Linked DNA regions of Mus musculus: region 2 is linked to region 1. A link is a contact called in public HiChIP or PLAC-seq data. All regions are on one chromosome and are shown on one strand. Each heading gives the region's core, a stretch centred on a gene start, on an enhancer-like site or on the middle of the called end of the contact. The rest is flanking DNA. Distances are from core to core; before and after follow the strand shown.

Region 1 (3,753 bases), core at 908-3,407:
TCTCAAAAAACAGGATGGGTGTTTCCTGAAAAATGACACTTATACTTACATGCACATGCAAGTGTGTCTGAACACACCAGATGGGGAAGGAAGAGGGAGGGGGAGGGAGAACAGGAGGAAGAGGGACGGAGGGAGAAGAGGGGAATAGATAAAACAGTCTTGGTCATTGCGCATGGAAACCTTGGGATGGATCTTGGGCAAGGATTAGAGACATTTCTGGTGAACAGAAGGGACTAAGGAACCTGCAGCAGTCTGTCCCACAGTAAGTGTGCTGTATCTATCGTTCTGGACTGATAGTCCTGCTTAGGAGGACTGGGGCTGTGGAAGGAGGGGTGACTCTTCGGTGCAGGTTGTCACTACTGTGAGGAGAAGGTAATGCAGGTTCAGTTGAAGTATGGTATGGTTTTCAGAGCCCAAACCATGAGTTGCTCATGCTGAGACTGTGGGACATGGAACACCCCAAAGCCCTTTTGCTTTCAAGGTGGTGCTAAATATAGTACCTGGCTTTTGAGGTGACTGGAATATAAAATGAGATTATTCAGGGGCTGAAGAGAAATCTCAGTGGTTAGTAGCACTGGCTGCTCTGCAAGAAGACCCATTTTCAATATCTAGCTACCCACACGGTAGCTCACAAGATCTGTTACTCCAGTCTTAGGAGATCTGACACTGTCTTCTGGCACCAGGCATGCACATGGAACACAGCTATACATGCAGCAAAACACCCATACACATAAAAAATAAAAATAAATCATAAATAAAAAATTTAAAACATGAGATCATTCAGCAAGAGTGCCTAGAGAAATTCCCAGCACAAGGGACTGTTCAATGAGTAGCAGACGTCAATAACAGTGATGGTAATAGCTGTGGCAGAGGGTGGTTTTGTTTAGTTTAAAGAATAGGGAACTTAGATTCTAGATATATTCCAACTCATACCTAGGATAATGTAGGAGCTGTGTCTATATGGAGTCTACAGTGTGCCTAGTGGACTGTGAATAAATATAAGCCTTAATCCTCAAAAGTTTGTTGCAAGACAGAAGCACAGGGAGATGTTGGTAGCTCAGGCATTATATACTGTCAGTGGGCCTTTCAGTTTCAAGCTGAAAATTCATGAAGCATTTCTCAGGTTCCAGAGTGGGTTGTGAGGAATGGGCCTAAGACAATATGGGGGCTGGGAGCCAGCTGTGTACATCCATTCTTTACATCCCTGAAGCCCATGTTGCCCGGGTGATAGATAAGTCCCAGTGAAGCAGAGACTATAAGGCCATTGTACAAGGAGTCCCCACTCATCTAGGGGAGAAATAAATTTAATGTGTGTTCCATATGCTGCTAGTGAGATAAGATGATGTTGTCTTAGAAGTAACCTTTCACCAACTGAAAAAGTGTCCTGAGAATCTCAAGGTCTTCAAATAATATGGGTGTGTGTTGTTGGGATTAAATTGGGCACAAGGGCAGGAGATCTGGCAAATAATTTCACTGAAAATAGTTGATTTGTATGATCAACAGAAAACATGGCACCAGTTTCCTAAGAGAAAAGCTCCAAGAAACATTTTTTTAAGAACAAAAAAAGAATCTGATTTCCTAGGGGTATGAGGACATATCCCAGCTGATTGCAATACCCCAGTAATCACCAAGGGGACAGGTACCTAGGGCTATGAGGACATATCCCAGATGACTACAATACTCCAGCAATCACAAAGATTAGGACACCTAAGGCCATGGAGAAATACCTAGTACAAGATCTCAGCAAATCACCAGGGTATGGTCAGCAAATCTCCACCCTCAAACTCCATGGCTTGAAGGAAGAGTCATTTTCTTAGAACACCTGACAAAAGAGGCAGGAAGTAAAATTCACAAAGTCCCAAGTAATGTTGCAGAATCATCCCTGTCTGCATATGTATTGACTACTTTCTGCTGCTGTGATAAAACATTGTGACCAAGACAATGTATGGAACAGTCTATTTTGGCTCATGACTCCAGAGGAAGAGTCCATAAAGAGAGTTGAGGGAGTTGGCCGAATGTAGCTATAACAGGAAGCTGAGAGATCATATCTTCAACCTGAAACACCAAGCAGAGAGAGAAAACAGAATGTGGGGTGAAGTAGTGAACTGTCAAAGCCCAACCTCAGTGGTGTGCTTCCTCCGGCAAGGTTGCACTACCTTGAAAAACAACACCATCGACTGGAAACCAAGTGTTCAAATACTGGAGCCAGTGGGAGACAGAGTTCATTCAAGCCACCACAATGTCCTACAAAAACAAGAGACTCACAGCTTGTGGGTTGTAGAAACCAGGATCAAGTGAGGCACTTCCCCTCTGTATGCTGCTGTGCCTAGTCAGGCCACAGTCTTACTAAACTTGTCACAAATTACATGGCACCAGGAAAAAAGATCTGTGTGTAGAGTATGCGAAGTGCTGAGTGAAAAGAACCTTTTCTTTGTTTAAATTGCATGCTGCTGATCTTACTGGGGTGTGGTGTCCTAGTGCCTTCTGGGAACTCTATAACTCTGGCCAAATGCCCCTCTGTGCAAAGCCTTGCATGGTATGTGGGTATCAGCTATCTGTCCCTTAAGGTGAGAAAGCCTACTGTGCCATGTCCCAACAGTTCTAGCTTGGAAGGATAGGTCCTTCCAAGTGCCTCCTGTGAATCCAGAAGTCCTATGATGCAAACAGACATCATACCATCTTTATGACAAAGTACTGCCCATTCTGGATGGTTCCAGACTGAACTGGGTGGGAGGAGCAGGATAACAATAAAAGAGGCCCTTTCATAACTCTATTTAAACTAGCTGAAAAGGAAGGAGACAAAGGTGCCTGAGCAATTAAATCTATTGCTAGGCCTGAAGGTCAGGATGCCTTTCAGCTTCCAGCATCATGTAGTTCTTTCTGCCTAATGCTAGTCCCCTCCTCAGTGGGATAGCTAAGGACCCAGCAGGAACAATGACCCTCAAAGACTTCTAACTTGTTCTATCCTTTGACTAGGAAAGTGTTGCCAAAGATATTTAGTACTGAAAGTTGTATTATTGCAATCTACACTAACAGCCTACCTGGACTAACCCAGTGAAAATACCAAACCCATGCTAAGCCAAGCTAACTCACCAGTCTCAAACTAATCCAACCTAACCACTGATCTCATATTAATGAACCCTGCCGGCCAGTCCCATCTACTCAGACCATGCCGGTGGATGACTGTATCTTGTAGAAACTCGTTCTTGGGTAGTTTTACTTGTTATTAACCCTTGAGTTTAGTTCAGTAGACAACCTTTTAGTCATTTTCCTTAAACTGCTGGAGGTTTTGGTTTGTTTGTGTATTTAATTCATTTTAGCTACTGATAGGACAGCTATTTAATATTGAATCTTCCAAATACAATATTTTGTGGGGGAACATCAATGAAAAAAATCCTTTTTCCTTATTTTTATCTAAAACCCACATTCTCCCCAATACTTTGAGAGTGGTGCCAGAGGCCAAATGATGATTTATTGGGGTTCAGTTTTTCTGTCACTCCAGTGACTCAGGGGGTAGTTCCCTCCATCTCTGTTTGAACCACAGGGAAGCCATCTTCTCATATGCCACACTTTCCTATGGCCTTTGCTTGGCAGTCATTGCCTCATAAACACAAAGGCATGGCAGCTTTTCTTCAGAACAGATCCATAACGTGTTTACAGTGATGGCTTTAGGAAGTCGTTTTCAAGATGAAAACCTAAGCATTTCCAATTCCATTACAACTGTGGGACACTTGAAAAATGTCTGGCTTAGAT
Region 2 (3,745 bases), core at 170-2,669, 97 kb after region 1:
AACATAGAGAAAATCTTTATTTGTTCATTTAAAAAATTGTAAAGCAAATGTGTAAGGTTTTTTTTTTTTTTAAGTAAAGCTGTTAGAGTTGGGACTATGGATCAGTTGATAAGGGGCTTCCTGTCAAGCCTAAGGACCTGAAGTCAGCCCCTAGAATACACACACACACACACACACACACACACACACACACACACACACACAAAGCTGAGTATAGTACAAGCTTGTAGGTAGATAATGGGTCCCTGGGACTCACTAGCCAGCCAATCTAGCCTACTTGTGTAACCCTGTTTCAAAGGAGCCAAGTGATATTTCTGACATGACACCGCAGATTATCTTCTAACATCCACATGCACATGCTCCTGCACACTTAATGCAAATCTTCACACACATGTAAACATACACAAAACATAGCATGCATAAAATTAAAACAATCTTATGGTAATGTTGTTTGAATTAGATAGACTAAGATTCAGTCAAATGTGATTGGTCCTGGAAGGAACTAAAGTAAGAGTTTTCTGTGAGAAATGTCTAGAGATGTGAGCTTGAAACATTGTTGCACACTGCCTCTGTTTTCTTATTTTGGTATGCCGCTGCTCTTATTTTTCAGGAGGCACCACTGTCCTGGCCACAGAGAAGCCAACCATTATAGACAGCACCATCCAATCAGGTATCAAAATCTAATGTGTCTATATTCCATGTACCCCTTCCAATCCCACTTACCAAAATAGCATCACTGAGCTTCCTGGCTTCAGTTGCTCTAAAGGCCTAGGAGAACAGCAAAGCTGTAAAAGCCACATGCTTTTGGTACCCAGTAAGCCCCAATGAACAGGGTTCCCTTCCTCATCAGTCATTGCTGAATGACATGTCCCAGCTACCCCCCTCCCCCCAGGGAATTGAGAGACATACTTTGTTTAATTACAGCACAGCTCTGATGTGGCCTGTGTTTGCAAACTAGAAGAAGGAAAGAAATCTCACAAGCCACAGCCTAACTATTTATTTTCATCACCATTCTGCAAAATCAAGAAGCGCAAAGTTTGTCTGTTGTGCCTGCCACAGAGTTGGCAGTTTTACAACAGCACTTACCACAAGACTGGCTCAGGAAACCAAGGTTTACACTGTGCCCGGGCTGAGAAACACCCTGGGAGCATCCCCCTTATCCTTTAGCTCAGAGGAAAACCCAAGGACTCTGTCCGCCCAACCGTGCGTGCGGGTTATCAAAGGCTGCCCTCTTTTGTTTTCTGTTAGTATTCTGTGACATTCTTCCCCACAGACTCACATGAAGGGAAGCAGTTGTATAAGCAACCAGAGGTTTTTTTTTTTTTTTTAAATACTTTAGAGTTAATCATTAGAGGAAGGTGAGAGGGTCAGCTTCCCAGATTCTTCCATTTCCTTTATTGAAGTTCACTCAGCCTTGGCCTCTGCAGTCATTTATTAATGGACCGTGTGGTGTGTATCGGTGTTTCCTCCACACTGACTGCCTCACAGAGGACTAGAAAGGACTTCCCTAATTAGCATGCTTCCTTAAAGGCCACTGTTACCATTGACCTAATTAAACTGTAAGACAAACTTCTTTGGAACTTTCCCCCAGTTTTCAGGAGTTCAGCTGACAAAACGCTTGCTCCCGCATCCCAAACCCCTCAGACGTTAGGCAAAGGAAATCCCCCAAATGCTGTGTTCCTGCTCATACCTGTTGTAATTTGACTTTAGTCACAGTGTCTGTCTGCAGATATTTTACTCTTCCCTGTCTGTTACCAGGAGGACGGCCCTGGTCTGCAAATGGGGCTTCTCTGTGGGGGTGAAGCTGTAGGACTATGACTCTCAATATACTGTCTTTGGCCCTCTATCAGAAGAGGATGAAGGGAGTATATGAAGTTGTGATGACGCCATGTACATTTTAGTTGCTCATCTAGTTTCTTTTCTTGCCAGAAGTGATTAGAAGCACCCTGAAGTAGTCTCTCTACTGCTTCGTTAGTCTCTCATCTCCTCTATTAAACGAGCATGGCTATCTTCAAAAAGCATGAAAGTGAGAGTCATGGTGACCACACCAGGAGAGGTTTTGATAACACATTTGCTTTCAACAGGACCTCTTGGTCATGCTTGTGAAGGTCTTATAAACAAGGGGCTGTCAGCCCAATCTTAGCATTCACCAAAGTCAGAGGGCAGGTGTACAGCGCATGAATCCATAAGATTTGTTACTACCACCATCTAGACAAAGACTGGTTCTAACAGCCTGGCTGATCATAGAGATAGACAATGTCTATATGGTTTCCTGTTTATTCCATTGTCTGAGTTATAAATCTGGTCTTCAGCTCCTCACTGGAGGGTCATGAACTGTTGACCTTTAAAAGCTATCTGTTCACTGCAACCTTCTGGTTAGGTCACTGCATGGGCCTCACAGAGATGGAATGTGCTTCCAGACAGAGGTCTAGCTCAAGGTGAGGCTGACCACACCTAAAACTTGATGCATTACAGGCCTCTCACACTTCACAGATGGCCTCAGACAGACCCTATGTCTTCATCAAAATTCTGTTTACCTGAGCAGTTACAAACTAAGCAAAATCTTAAGATTCTGTTTTAAGAACTGAGTGGGTATCTCAGTAAGTGTATGCAAGCACTTACCCCTGCTGTGCAAGCATGAATTCCTGAGTTCCATCATCAGAATCCACACAAAAGCAGAGTATATGGAGCATGCTCAGAGATAGAGACAGGCAGATCGCCATGGCTCACTGACTAGCAGGCTTGGCCTACATGGCAAGTTCCAGGCCCCAGTGAGAGCCAATCACAAAACACAAGATGGATGGTGCCTGAAGAATAACATTTGAAATTGACCTCTGACTTACACATAGATATACACACATACATGAACATGTGCATACACACACACACACATAGAGGAGAGAAATTTATCTTGAGGATTCTGATCAATACAAGAAACTCAGCAGGAATACAATATCCATATACTGCCTAGGTTGCTGTCATTAGAGGCATAAAAGGGTATTCATGCTTGGACAGACCCCTCTGTTTAATGCAGTTCTCTTTACAAAGGACTTTGACCCTCTGAGGGTCTTTCCACATCCTCACAGCAGCTCACAGTATGTTGGTGACTTATGATTGTGTGGGCTTCCATATCCCTCTTGCTTGGACTTTAGGACCAGCTGATAACCAAGCAGTGATCATACTAGATAGGAACCTCGACTTGAAAATTAAATCCTTGCTCACATCCTGTGCTTAATGACCCAACTGCAGGCAAGATCCTTTCAGCAGCACAGCTGGCATTTGCTCACAGAGGCCATAAATTTGTTTTAAGTTCAGAATATTGTTTCCTGCTATTTTTAAGAAGGGATTTAGTCCAATTATTACTATTGAATTTAATGAGAACTGTGCACAACTCCAGGGCCTGAGTAATAATTTAAAAGCTTAGCCATCAGGGTCCCTGCATCTTCATATCTTTCCTCTACTCAACTTTCTTCTCTTCTTTCTCTGTCTTTTTCTTCTTCTTTCCTGATCCTTATGCAGCTTTTTGGCTTTTTGTTTTTTGTTTGTTTTTGGTTTTATTTGTTTGTTTTTCCCTCTACAAATGTCTGTTGATACTTTGGATGATTGGTCACCTTCATATCCAAGGTGAATTGTCAGCACTGAATTCTACAATCCAGATCCCAGCCCCACTGAAATGCATTGATTTGTTTTTTTTTTAATTTTTTGGCCATTTCTAAAATGCTAAGTTCATATGCTTTACAATGTC

Evidence for each region. HiChIP or PLAC-seq counts read pairs in DNA pulled down with a chosen protein or histone mark.
Region 2: a contact with region 1 is called in a BATF HiChIP or PLAC-seq map of CD8 T cells, with 7 read pairs. The contact joins two enhancer-like sites. A contact is called at or near these places in 1 of 15 datasets of contacts at CTCF or cohesin (CD8 T cells), 8 of 484 Hi-C or Micro-C datasets (ECoMG-derived neutrophils, bone marrow-derived macrophages, liver and 2 more) and 4 of 115 datasets of contacts at active chromatin or transcription factors (CD8 T cells, the HPC-7 cell line, regulatory T cells and 1 more).

Annotation. Positions count from the first base shown.
Region 1 is chr8:128,389,239-128,392,991 of GRCm38.p6, forward strand. All of the region lies in intron 2 of Nrp1 (neuropilin 1), which reads left to right. Among named protein-coding and RNA genes, the nearest start is that of Mir1903, 32 kb to the left of the region's middle. Within about 2 kb of position 2,158, at least 39 of the 459 cell types and tissues checked have an H3K27ac peak or open chromatin away from gene starts, as enhancers often do. A contact at or near this core is called in CD8 T cells, bone marrow-derived macrophages and regulatory T cells, where this site is marked.
Region 2 is chr8:128,487,287-128,491,031 of GRCm38.p6, forward strand. It overlaps Nrp1 (neuropilin 1), which reads left to right. Exons shown (of 17, transcript NM_008737.2): 12 at 611-670. Gm32643 (a long non-coding RNA gene) reads right to left here. Exons shown (of 7, transcript XR_003947627.1): 1 at 1,087-3,745. Among named protein-coding and RNA genes, the nearest start is that of Gm32643, 3.8 kb to the right of the region's middle. Within about 2 kb of position 1,420, at least 62 of the 459 cell types and tissues checked have an H3K27ac peak or open chromatin away from gene starts, as enhancers often do. A contact at or near this core is called in CD8 T cells, bone marrow-derived macrophages and regulatory T cells, where this site is marked.